2 separate regions of the Gossypium hirsutum genome follow, and region 2 is linked to region 1. Evidence: chromatin contacts called from public Hi-C data. All regions are on one chromosome and are shown on one strand. Each heading gives the region's core, a stretch centred on a gene start, on an enhancer-like site or on the middle of the called end of the contact. The rest is flanking DNA. Distances are from core to core; before and after follow the strand shown.

The links. A called contact is a pair of places that touch in the nucleus more often than the background predicts.
Region 2: a contact with region 1 is called in a Hi-C map of leaf, with 2.0 times the contacts expected there. The contact joins the enhancer-like site here to the promoter of LOC121218490 in region 1. A contact is called at or near these places in 4 of 34 Hi-C or Micro-C datasets (leaf and petal).

The regions. Positions count from the first base shown.
Region 1 is chrD06:41,456,686-41,463,023 of Gossypium_hirsutum_v2.1, reverse strand. LOC121218490 (putative receptor-like protein kinase At4g00960) reads left to right here and starts at 2,749. Exons shown (of 7, transcript XM_041095733.1): 1 at 2,749-3,783; 2 at 3,860-3,994; 3 at 4,187-4,302; 4 at 4,430-4,640; 5 at 4,743-4,980; 6 at 5,122-5,272; 7 at 5,357-6,150. The coding sequence starts at 2,946. The coding sequence ends at 5,689.
Region 2 is chrD06:41,515,298-41,521,261 of Gossypium_hirsutum_v2.1, reverse strand. LOC121218541 (a long non-coding RNA gene) reads right to left here. Exons shown (of 2, transcript XR_005914922.1): 2 at 5,243-5,964. Among protein-coding and RNA genes, the nearest start is that of LOC121218541, 4.8 kb to the right of the region's middle. Within about 2 kb of position 4,006, at least 8 of the 9 cell types and tissues checked have an H3K27ac peak or open chromatin away from gene starts, as enhancers often do. A contact at or near this core is called in leaf, where this site is marked.

The DNA.
Region 1 (6,338 bases), core at 1,500-3,999:
CTACTGCTGTGATTTCGAGGGCTAGCGGATTGTTAGAATAAAATAGCCAGTCCATGTCTTGCGACTCTGGGTGCAAGGCCCGCACATCACGACAAAACTCATCCATCTCATTTATCCACTTTCTCACCTGAGTGCTAGAGGCTTTATCTTGGGTGGTAGCGTTTCCCTAGGATCCTGAGTTATCAACACATGCCTTTCGGCATAGTTCCTCATTCTATCTTAGCAACTCCTATTGAAATTCTTGTTGTTCTACAAACTATGCCTTTTGTGCCACCATCTACTCCCTCATGAATTTTATCTGCTCTTGGAGGGCCTGGAGCTACGACATGGGTGGTTCTTGGTTAAGGGAAGAGGCCTTCTCTGACTAGAGTAGAGATTAAGGTCCAAGGAAGAAGAAGGCCCCCGATAGATCGCATTGTCAAGGTTTTTGACCTATTTGCAAACTAGGTGGAAAACAAGTCTGTTTCGTCATGTTGGGGGTTAAGACCCAATGCTCCTACTTGATCGAATGAAGGGATGAAAGGAGAGGTCTCGTCGGGATGAGTTATTTTTCTCTTTAGGTTGAATAAAACTGAATCAAACTAGAGAAAATTTGTCAGTCGGAAGTAGTCCACACTTATTGCACCAATTGTTGAGTAATATTCTCTTGTGTTGTATTAAGGGAAACATGGGTATTTAAACACATTCCTAATGCTACTATTACAACTCACAATAGGGCCCACTATTTTGTCTTGGCCTTTGGGGCGAGGGCACTGACATTCCCTGTTCCTGGTGCTATCATTCTCTAGGTCTCCTTTAGCTTATTAGACGCTTTCCTGCGGAGCACGCGGTCCTTTCTGACCCTGGGACTGACTCTCCTAGTGAACTTTGCACCTGTCAGTCACAAGCGGGGGTCCTTTTCGCAGACATGACTCTTAACCTCACCCATGCGAGGTTTACACGAGCTTTCTTCTTGTGACCTCATTTGTGTGAGGCTTACGGGAGCTCTACCACACGAGCTCTCTCTACAAACATCTTGCATTCCCATGGGGTCCTCAACTGACTGTGCCTATAGGTGAACATTTTTTTTCAGGTCGGAGATCCGGATCCTATAGGTCACTTGGACTATCGGTTCCCAAATCCTAATAGATATATAAGTGAAGTGCAGTGTGTAACACCCCGATACTAGACTAGATCGTTGGGTCCTAGTTATGGTGTGTCGCATTCATTATCGGAATAACTACGAGCAATTCACATTTAAATCATACAATTTAATGATAAAATCAAACAATTATACATCTAACATGAAATACAATCATTCTCAGGCTTCATACGAGTTTACAGAAGCTCAAATACTATAAAATAATTAGCTATTGCATCTCATATAAAATCTTGTGCAATCATAACTAATTCATTAAAATCACTAGCAACTTAGCATAACGTACCTAGTTTAAAAGCATTTATAGTTCATATCCTTTTAGCCATATCCAAATACCAACATATTTAAGGCAATGAGTATAAACACATAATTATATTAGCATAACATACCTAGTTTAAAAACATTCCCACACGCCCACTCTTGTGATAAATATATTAGATATATTAATAATATATTTTATTAAGTTAGTGTCTCGAGTTAATTCAACACCAATTTTATATAGATAATAACACTATGATAAAAAATTTAATTTACGTTTTAAATTTATAATTTCTACACGTATACTGATAGGATTTAGAAATCCATTCATTTCCTTTTTAAGATAGGTGGCTGGAAAATGTCTGTTTGAGACGAAACAACTATGGACGGTAAGGGAAGCATTTTCCATGAGAAAACGGGTCAAGTTTACTCATTATTGTATTAGCTGAAGAATTCATGGCATCCGGACAAACTTGGAAGAAAGTGTGGGCAAATTAGGAATGGCCTGAATTAGCCCTCCCTCCAAGATTTTTTAGATAGATTTATTTTACCATTTATTTCTCTCTTCGCAATTAATATTTTGTTTGGTAGGAAATGTGGCTAAAATAATCCGAGAACACATCTTCCTCTGTGTATCTTTTAACTGCCGGTGGTTTTGAGAGATGCAATGTTGAGTACTCGATAAATGTGACAAGAATAAGGTTGTACCTATATTAAATAAATTATTATTTATAAGGTAAAATTAAAATTAAAGAAAATTTTGTTTATGGTCTTTCTTTTAATCTATTATATTTATAAAATTGTTATTTTAATAAATAAAATTTATGTTAGAAATAAAAAATAGATATTCATTTATTTATAATTTTGTATATATTTTTTATAAAATTTTAAATAATTTTTAAAATTTTTAAAATCAAGACTAATTTGATATAATATTTAAAGTTAGAATTAAATTTATTTATTTTTTTAGAAGTAGGACCAAATTGATAAAACCTATAAAAAAATTAAAAGATTAAATTTATTATATTGATAAAAATGACCTCATCAATATTCCCTTAGCGATTTAACATAGTGATTAAAATATTAAATTTAAATTATCTAATAATAATAATAATAAATCTCACCAACTAAAAAACTGTCACAATTTATGTAGTTTACCTTTAAAAGAATTTCAATGAGTTTTGGATGAATTAAGCCTTTTTGGACATTTTTAGATACATTTTATATTGTTTGGTAGTCTGTCTTTTAACTGTCAAGTTCAACCTCCAGCTGTGGCGGGATTGCAACACCATTACGTTCAATTGTCAATGAATCCAAAAGAAGATTGTCCACTAACCACACCTTTCTTTCTCAGATAGGTAAGACGGAGTAGTTAAAGACCAAGTTTCGTTTGACTTTTAAAAGCTTCAAGACTTTTGCTTTAATGAGCGCTCTTTGACTCTTTCTGCAACTCAATCCCCCACCTCTTCTCTGCCATGAAAAATCTGGAATAATAAGTTCCCTCTTCTTTCTTTTGGGTTTCATTTCCTTCAAATTATACAACCTCAAAATGTGGGTTAAACTTACAGCTCTTTCTTCAATTCTCTCCCATCTGCTTATCTGCATCAGTCTTGTTGAGGCTTACATAAGATGCTATGACACTGGTAATTTCACCATAAATAGTACCTATGGTAAAAACCGGGACCTTCTTCTTGCTTCTCTCCCACCTAATGTCTCTGCAAAAGGTGGTTTCTTTACTTCCAATTTTGGCCAAAACGCCGACAAAGTTTACGCTCTTGGTATGTGCAGAGGAGACTCTACTCCTGACGATTGTTATAAATGTGTCAATTCTACATTCCACGAACTCATAGCTAACTGTCCCAACCAGAAGGAAGCCCTTGCATGGGGAGGGAAACCATGTCATGTACACTATGCAAATCACTCGTTTTATGGAACCCCGCAGGATCTAGGAGTCCCTGATGCACGCTATAATACGGGCGATATCACATTTAACTTAACAGAATTTGATACGGTTTGGGAGAGTTTGATGGACACAGTGGTGAGAAACGCTTCCAACGGCTCTTCTACTCTTAAGTATGCAACTGGGGAAGCAGATTTTACAATAACCCAAACGATATATGCGCTAATGCAGTGCACTCCAGATTTATCATACCAGAATTGTGATTTCTGCCTAAGGCAATCCATAAGCTACTATGAACGCTGTTGCCATGGGAAGCAAGGAGGTTATGTTCAGAGGCCTAGCTGTTATTTCCAATGGGATTTGTATCCTTTTTATACACCCAATGCTTCTACTACTTCTCCATCCTTGTCTCCTCCACCCTCACCTGTTAGTCCTCCACCCCCAGCTGCTAGTCCTCCGCCACAGTCGGTGAACACAATCAAAAAAGGTAACTACCGATCTGCTAGTCGGCATGCTGGTTTCAGGAAGAAATTGATGTGAATGAAAAGTTGTTGCTTGTGCAGAGGAAGGTGGCCACCGTTCATCCCAGACCCTAGTCATTATCATTGTTCCAATTGTTATCTTGGTGGCAGTACTTGTCATACTTGCAGTAGCTATTCTCCGTAAAAGGATCGCGAAACCCAAGCAGGATGATCAAAGTAAGTTGGTCCTCTACTCTCTTTTGATGTACTTCTTCCAATGTTTAAGCATGGTTTTATACTTTAGGAAATAAAAATGAGCAAAAAAGTTGCAAGTGCTTTCTTCTCTTGTTTTCATTTGTTATAACTTTTTTTTTTGGCATGAGACCTCCTTTAACCGCAAGCCTTAATTCGTTCTGTGTCAACCTGCAGATGCCAAGACCCGTGTAGAATCGTTGCAATTTGACTTTGATGCAGTAAGAGTTGCAACAAAAGACTTCTCGGATGCAAACATACTGGGACGAGGTGGATTTGGTCCTGTTTATAAGGTAATTTAAGATTTGGAAAATTGATAAATATATGAAAGTGAAGCCTCCAGTTTGATGGCTTCCAAGAAATAATAGGAAATAAAAGTTGGTGTTTTCTATCATTGTTCTTTGTTACAAATACTATCAGGGTAAGCTTGAGGATGGACGGCAAGTAGCTATAAAGAGGCTGTCTGAAAATTCGGGACAAGGACAACAAGAATTCAAGAATGAAGTGATGTTATTGGCGAAGCTACAACACAGGAATTTGGTTAGGCTTCTTGGTTTTAGCTTGGAACAAAAAGAAAGGGTTCTCATCTATGAGTTTCTGCCCAACTCAAGCCTTGACAACTTTATATTCGGTATGGTTTAATATATTTGGTAGAATGCCACTCAAGTCATGCTATAGAGGTGAAAAGTTGATAATCTCTGGTTATTACTATTAAATTCATGATTAATCGCAGATTCAGTAAAGCGTTCGCTACTAAGCTGGACGAAGAGGTACAAAATTATAAACGGAATAGCTAAGGGACTTCTTTATCTTCATGAAGATTCTCAATACCGAATCATCCATCGCGACTTAAAAACAGCCAACATATTGTTAGATGAAGAGATGAATCCTAAAATCTCAGATTTTGGAATGGCGAAATTGTTTACGGTTGATCAAACTCGAGCTGACACAAGCAAAGTCGTTGGGACCTAGTAAGCATTTAGAAGGATTTGTTTCTACATGTTATTTGTTAACTTTGTGATATCTAAAACTCAAAGATCCTAAGCATTAGCACTTCTTCTAGAGGATTAGCTACCATTTAAATTCATTCATTAAGATTTATTTGTCCGCAGTGGATACATGGCTCCTGAGTATGCATGGCATGGACAATATTCAGTTAAATCCGATGTTTACAGCTTTGGAGTGTTGGTTTTGGAAATCATTAGTGGTAAAAAAATCAGTAGCTTCTCCAACCAAGAAGTGGGAGACTCTCTTCTAACCCATGTAAGCTGCATACTGTGGTTATGGTATTACTGGATTAGAACTTGCTAAAACACTATGTAAGTTCATATTCCTCGACTTTTGCAGGTATGGAGAAACTGGAGTGAAGGAACTGCTTTAGAAGTAGTAGATCCAATCCTGAGGGATTGCTCCAGAATTGAAATAATGAGATGTATCCATCTTGGGTTGCTTTGTGTTCAAGACAATATTGCTTACAGACCAACCATGGCCTCTGTGGTTCTCATGCTTAGTAGCTATTCCACGTCTCTTCTAGTGCCATCGAGACCTGCATTTTTCATGCATTCCACCATGGAGACAGAAACGAAGTCTCAGTCATCCTCACTCTCCAATCAATCTAAACAAGAAACCGTTCAAGTCTCTGTCAATGAAGCTTCCATTTCTGAACTAGATCCTCGATAAAGTTCGAAGATGGGTATATTGACACAATTTTTTTAATAAAACGGGGCCGACTTGGGATTTGAAAAATGAAAACGAATGTGGGAGCGGCCATCAATCTTTTTTTGATGAGGTGTGATCGGGTCACATCGTAAAACGGTTATTTTTAATAAATAGTTTAGATTTATTAAAACAATGCTTTTGATCTGCGAAATTCAGAAAAATAGGTTCGGGAGTCGGTTACGTACGAGGAAGGATTAGCACGCTCGTAACGCTAAAAAATTGGTACCTAGTTGATTAATTAGTGTCTCGGTTTCGAACGCTGAAAATTTGAAGGGAAATTTAAAATACAATCCTCTTTTCATTAAAATGCTTGAATAAATTAGGAAGGGAATTAAAGACCTACTCGTCTTGAGGTAATGAAATATCACATCTCGTAAGTTAAGACACGATATTCCTCACATTTGAGAATGAACTTGAATTTAATTCTTATTGAAATCTCGAATTTTGAAATTTAGAAGGATATGTCACTTATTTAGGTTCAACGAGAAAATTGAAACCCCGTAAGTTAGGGTACGATTTCTCAAAATTCTAGATCGTGAAACATTGCCTTATTTTTTAAAATTTTCTTTTCACCAATTTGGGTAAAAGGGTAGTGAAATGTTTAAAAGAT
Region 2 (5,964 bases), core at 2,757-5,256, 57 kb before region 1:
CTGTCAACTTCAACCTCCTAAAGGAAGAAACATGGAAGTATCTCATTACAAAATGGTAATACACAATTAGTAGCTCTGGTGATTCCAAAGCCCAACCTCCAAAATGAGGTTTCAATTTCGGGCATACTTCCTCGATAAGTTTTGAATATTCTGAAAACCATCATTCTTACTTATTGTCCTATATGTGGTTCAAATAAAATCAAATTATCAATGCTTTCCATATGCAAAGTAGGGGCTGGAGTCCCATCACAATCTACTATATTAAGTATTAACTAGCTCAATGATTCTGAAAAACTGGCCTATAACAGGCACGTAGTATAGTATGAACAATGAAACCAAAGGAACTTCAAAAATAGTGAGAACAGTAGAAAAATCATTCCATTGCCGTTGATAGTCAGTGTTGGATTTTTATATTAAAAGTTTAGGGTTTAATTAAAATTTTTAAAAAATTTTGGAGGATTTAATGAGAATATTTAAAAATTTTGGTAGGTTTAATTAAAACTTTTAAAGGCTTAATGAGAACCAACAAAAAAAATTTAAGGGATCTAATTAAAAAATTTAAATTTTTTGAAAGACTTAATGAAAATTTTCAAATTTTTTGAAGGGGCCTAACTCTAATTTATTATATTTTTAAGGTCTAAAAAGAATTTTCAAAATTTTGTGGGAGACCCCCTAGGGCCTCAGTATCATCCACCTCGAATAGTAGTACCATTTTCAACACCAAAACGAGCGAGGACATCTAAAAGATTAAACTATTTTGAAAATATTAACTTTCAATTAATCAATATTTTTTTTTCGAATAAGTTATTAAATAAATACTTAAATAATAAAATAAATGTAGATTTAAAATGTGAAAACCTAGAAAGTTTAGAAAAGTAAATACTTTTATAATTTAAATAACTCTAAATGTTAAACATTATTAATAAAAATATTTAAGATTTTATGTTATATAACACTGCACTCTACATTTTTTTATTTTATTTTTCAAAATAAGAAAAGCTTATTTATAACTTGTCAAGTGGGATAATGTCTACTAAAAACAAATTATATTAATTGCTGACATCACATTTAATCAGGACAATTATATTAATTAGTAATTTTATCACATATGTATGCACATAGAATGTATTTAGAACAAAAGTAAGTATAGTGAAAATAACATTTATTAAATAATGAAATGTCTAGTTTGAAATTAATACTAAACATATATGCAATACGTGTGAAATTAAAATAAATAAATAAATTTAAATATAAATAAAAAAATTAAATGGTTAAATACTTCTTATTTAGAATGATAAATGTATTCCAATTGTACTACACATATACTTTTGTAAACTACTTATTTAAAATATATGTAATAATGCAACAAATAATTTGAAATTAATAATAATATACAAACTTAAAAGGGATAAATCTTAAAATTATATATGAACTTTGACTTAATGCGTAATTGTATACATGAATTTTAACTTGGTACAATTATATACGTGAAACTCAAATTATGGTTCAAATGTATAGTAGAAATTTAATCATACATATTTAAAGAAATAAATACATCAATTTATTTTTATATTGGATAAATATAATTATTTATGTATGCAATATATAAATATAAAATAATGTTATATCAATAATTGTGTTAATAATTTACAAGAATTGAATCAAATAAAAATTTATATGTAATTACACTTAAATCAACTTAAAATAAAATATTAAACATTATTAATAAAAATATTTAACATTTTATGTTATATAACACTGCACTCTACATTTTTTTATTTTATTTTTCAAAATAAGAAAAGCTTATTTTATAACTTTTCAAGTGGGATAATGCATACTAAAAAGAAATTATATTAATTGGTGAACCTAAATTTAATGAGGAAATTATATTAATTAGTAATTCTATCACATATGTATGCATGTAGAATGCATTTAGAACAAAAGTAAGCATTGTGAAAAAAACATCTGTCGAAACCTTTTTGGAAATCAACTTTTTTATTTAAAAAAAACGAAAATAGAGTCACCACCAATCATTTTTAATTAGATGTGATTGGATCACCTCAAAACTTAGTAATTTTAATAAAATGTTAGGTTTACTAAAACAATGATTTTTGGTCTACAAAATCCAAGAAATGGGTTCGGGAGTCGGTTACAAATGAGGAAGGACTAGCACCCTCATAATGCCCAAAATTGGTACCTAGTTGATTACTTAATGTTTTGTCACCCTCATAACGCCCAAAAAGGTCATGTCTTATAAGTTAGGGCACGACATTTCAAATCCTCGAAAATAAGATTGCTCATTATTTAATTATTATTTAAATCTTATGTGTTTTTAGTTGTAAAAAGGATGTTCGATTATTTAGGTTCAAAGAGAGAGTCGAACCCCATAAGTTAAGGCACAACTTCTCGAATTTCTAAATAAAGAACGTTGCCTCGGTTTTAAAAATATCCTTTTTTATGCATTGAGTAAAAATCATGTAACATTTAAAGCTATGTGCATTTAACTTATTTGGGTATAATATGAAAATGGACAAATATATTTAAACATGATACATGATATAGTGATAGCAAAATAATATAAAATAGCCATGTGGGCAAAATATCAATATTAAAATGATAAATAATGAATAAATAAATACCATAATAATAATGCAACTATAATAATAATAAAAATATTAATTCATAATACTAATAGCAATAGTCATATCACTATCATAATACCAAAATAAATAAATAAATAAAAATATGTAATAACCACCTAAAAAATGCATAAAAAAAGAATATAAACATCATAAATTTTAAGTGCTAAAAAAAAGTAAGTAAAGGGGTGAAATTAAATAAATGAATGATTAAATGGAAATTTAAATGAAATTTAAAGTATGAATTATATAAATAAATAAAGCAAAAAAAAGGACTAAAATAGAACATACGAAAAGGAACAAGAACCAAATGGGTAGTTATCCCACCCATATTACACGTGTCCTTCCCTCGGAGGGTCAATAGTGGGTCAAGGGACTAAATTGCACAAGAGTAAAATAAAAGGGAAAAAATAGAAATTAAATAATGAATTGTAGGATGAAATTGTAAAATAACAAAAAAGATGGAGGGTCAAATAAGCAATTAGACCCTCCCCTTGAAAACGTACGGATCCTAAGGGAATTTGGTTTGGGTCATTGGGTTGTGTTTAAAACGATGTCATTTTGGGGCCTCTAGAGCCTAGCCAAAACGACATTGCATCCTGGTCCTTATATATACCAAAAAGTTCTAAAAAAAAAATCATTTCTAAACTTATTCTTTTAAAAAAAAACTTTAGGCCCCTTTTTTTCTCTCATCCCTTCCATATCCGGCCCTGGTGTTGGCGAGTCTCAACTGTGGCCATCGATCATCGACAACAGAGACTGCTGCCTCTGATGGCCGAAGATCGCAAAAAAAAGCCTTTTGTCCCTATCTTTTGGGGAATTCGAATTTGGGGTCAAAATCCCTAGCTCCGGTCAAAGTTCAACAACAAAAAAATGGCCCTTTCGGTTTCTAGTCGTCCTCTGACGCGGCCTTAGGCGAACCCCCAAGGGTTTTGCAGCCTTCTAAGCCATAGAAGACTCCGACGACAGTAATAGAGGTAAAAACAAACCTTTCGTATTCTTTTATATATATATGCAATATTCGAAAAAATAAAAAAAGAAAAATACCTTTAAAAAAAACTATTATAGTTTCTTTCTGTATTTCTCTTTCGATTGTCTGTAAAAAGATGCATTTGTTGTTATGGCTTTTATAGCCGAACATATTACAGGATATTCATTTTTATTTTTCCTTTTTTTATTGTTGTTTCTGTTACTGTTTCTGTCTCTTTCTTCTTGCAAGTCGTTATGGTGGTCAACGACAATAGGGAGTCGCACCCTTGCCATTTCAGTGAAATGATGGCAATGGAGGCAATCCTCAGGCAATGTATTCACTGACATGGCCAGAAACAGCGGCGCATAGGGGATCTAGAGTTTTTTGATTAGTTTAGGTTTTTTGGGCTTGGACTTAGGTGTCTTGGGTATTTAGGATTTTGTAAATGGACTTTTGTTAATGGACTCTATTATTTCTATTTATTTATTTTTGTCTGGACCAGATAAAATTGGGTCATTATAACATCTATTAAATAATGAAATATCTAGTTTGAAATTAATATGAAACATATATATTAAGTTGAACAACTAAAAAAGTCATTATGCAATTGAGAGTATGAAATAGTAATAGTCTGCTGCCCTAGCACGCATTGTCTGCCGCCTCTGGCATGAGTTATTAGGTTTTTTGGTTGTTTTCGTTCTGGTGTTTTATTTGTTTCAAATCTTGATGATCGTCAATTTCTGAATATTCCCTCTCTGTTCTCTTGAAGGCGGGCGAGTTCCATCGTTTTTGTACAGATCCTGCAAGTATGGAGACCGGATTAGCAAATCTTTCGATTAATGAAGAAGAAGAAATTTTGATTGTCCAGGAAGAACCATCTACACAAAAAGAAGGAATAGATTATTAGCTTGTGGGTTGCTTTGGGGGAGGATCATCTATTGGTTATGGGAAGGAAAGATTAAGATCCTTTCAAGGAAAAGTAGCTATAGAGTATGACGTGGAAGATGAAACTTTTATTGGGGATGAGGGGAAAAACGGAACAGGGTTGAGATGGAGGACACTACCTTTTTATCATCGGCGACTGCCAAAAGGTCAGCCGACCGGAAGCAATGAAAATCTTAAGTTGGAACGTCCGTGGTTTGGGGAGACAACGGACGGTTAAAAGACTTCGGTATTTACTGAAGATAAATAATCCCCAAATAGTCTTTTTCATGGAGACAAAATTAAGTATAAAATAGTTAGAAATTGTTCGTAGAAGATGTGGTTTCTTACACGGGATTGAAGTTGCAGCTGAGGGTACGAGAGGAGGTTTATGTTTAACATGGAGAACTGACACGGATTTAATACTACGTAGTTTTTCTAAAAGACACATTGATGTGTTAGTTGAAGATAAAGAAAAAGGAGTTAAATGGAGATTTACAGGCTTTTATGGTTCTTCATATGCACAGGACAGAAACGATTCATGTGAAGTTTTGAAGAAATTAGCAGTGGGTGAGGCAATTCCATGGTTGGTGTGTGGCGATTTTAACAAAATCATGTATGGATTCGAGAAGAAATGAGGACTACCTAGAGATGAAAGAAGGATGGAGTTATTCAGGAAAATGCTTGAAGATTGTCACCTATATGATGTGGGTTTTGTGGGCCGCTGGTTCACTTGGGAGAGGGGTAATTTACCAGAGACAAATATTCAAGAACGTCTCGACAGAAGAGTGGCTAACACAGAGTGGATTATGCTGTTTCCTAATGTGAAAGTTCAACATTTCACTCATACGTTTTCAGATCACTATCCTCTTCTTTTAGATACCAGAAAATCTGAAGATCTAGGTTGGATTAGTAATTTTAGATTTGAAGCCTGGTGGTTTATGGAGGAGTCCTTTATTAATGAGGTTAAACTTTTGTGGGAAAATTCTTCAAGGGAATTGCTTCAGAGATTGGCGAATTTAAAAGAAGGTCTGAAAAAATGGGCTAGAAGAATCCAATTTAACAAGAAGAGATCTAAACGAGTTCTGACAGAAAAGCTTGAAGAATTGGTTATAGCAGAAAGGGACGATAAGACTTTAGCTGAATTGATCGATACAATGATAAGTCTTAATTTTGAGATTGAAAAAGACGAGTGCTATTGGGAACAAAGGGTCAGAACAAATTGGTTGAAGTTTGGAGATAAAAATACAAAATTCTTTCACAGTCATGCTTCACACCGAAAGAAGAGAAACTTTATTCACAAATTAAAAAATGAAAAAGGGGGAGAGATGGTGTTTGTGCAAGGCTTATTTTCAAAATCTATTTTCAGCAGGTAGTAGGGGGAATTATGATCATATATTAATAGGGGTCGAGCGGTGTATTCAAGAGGAAGAT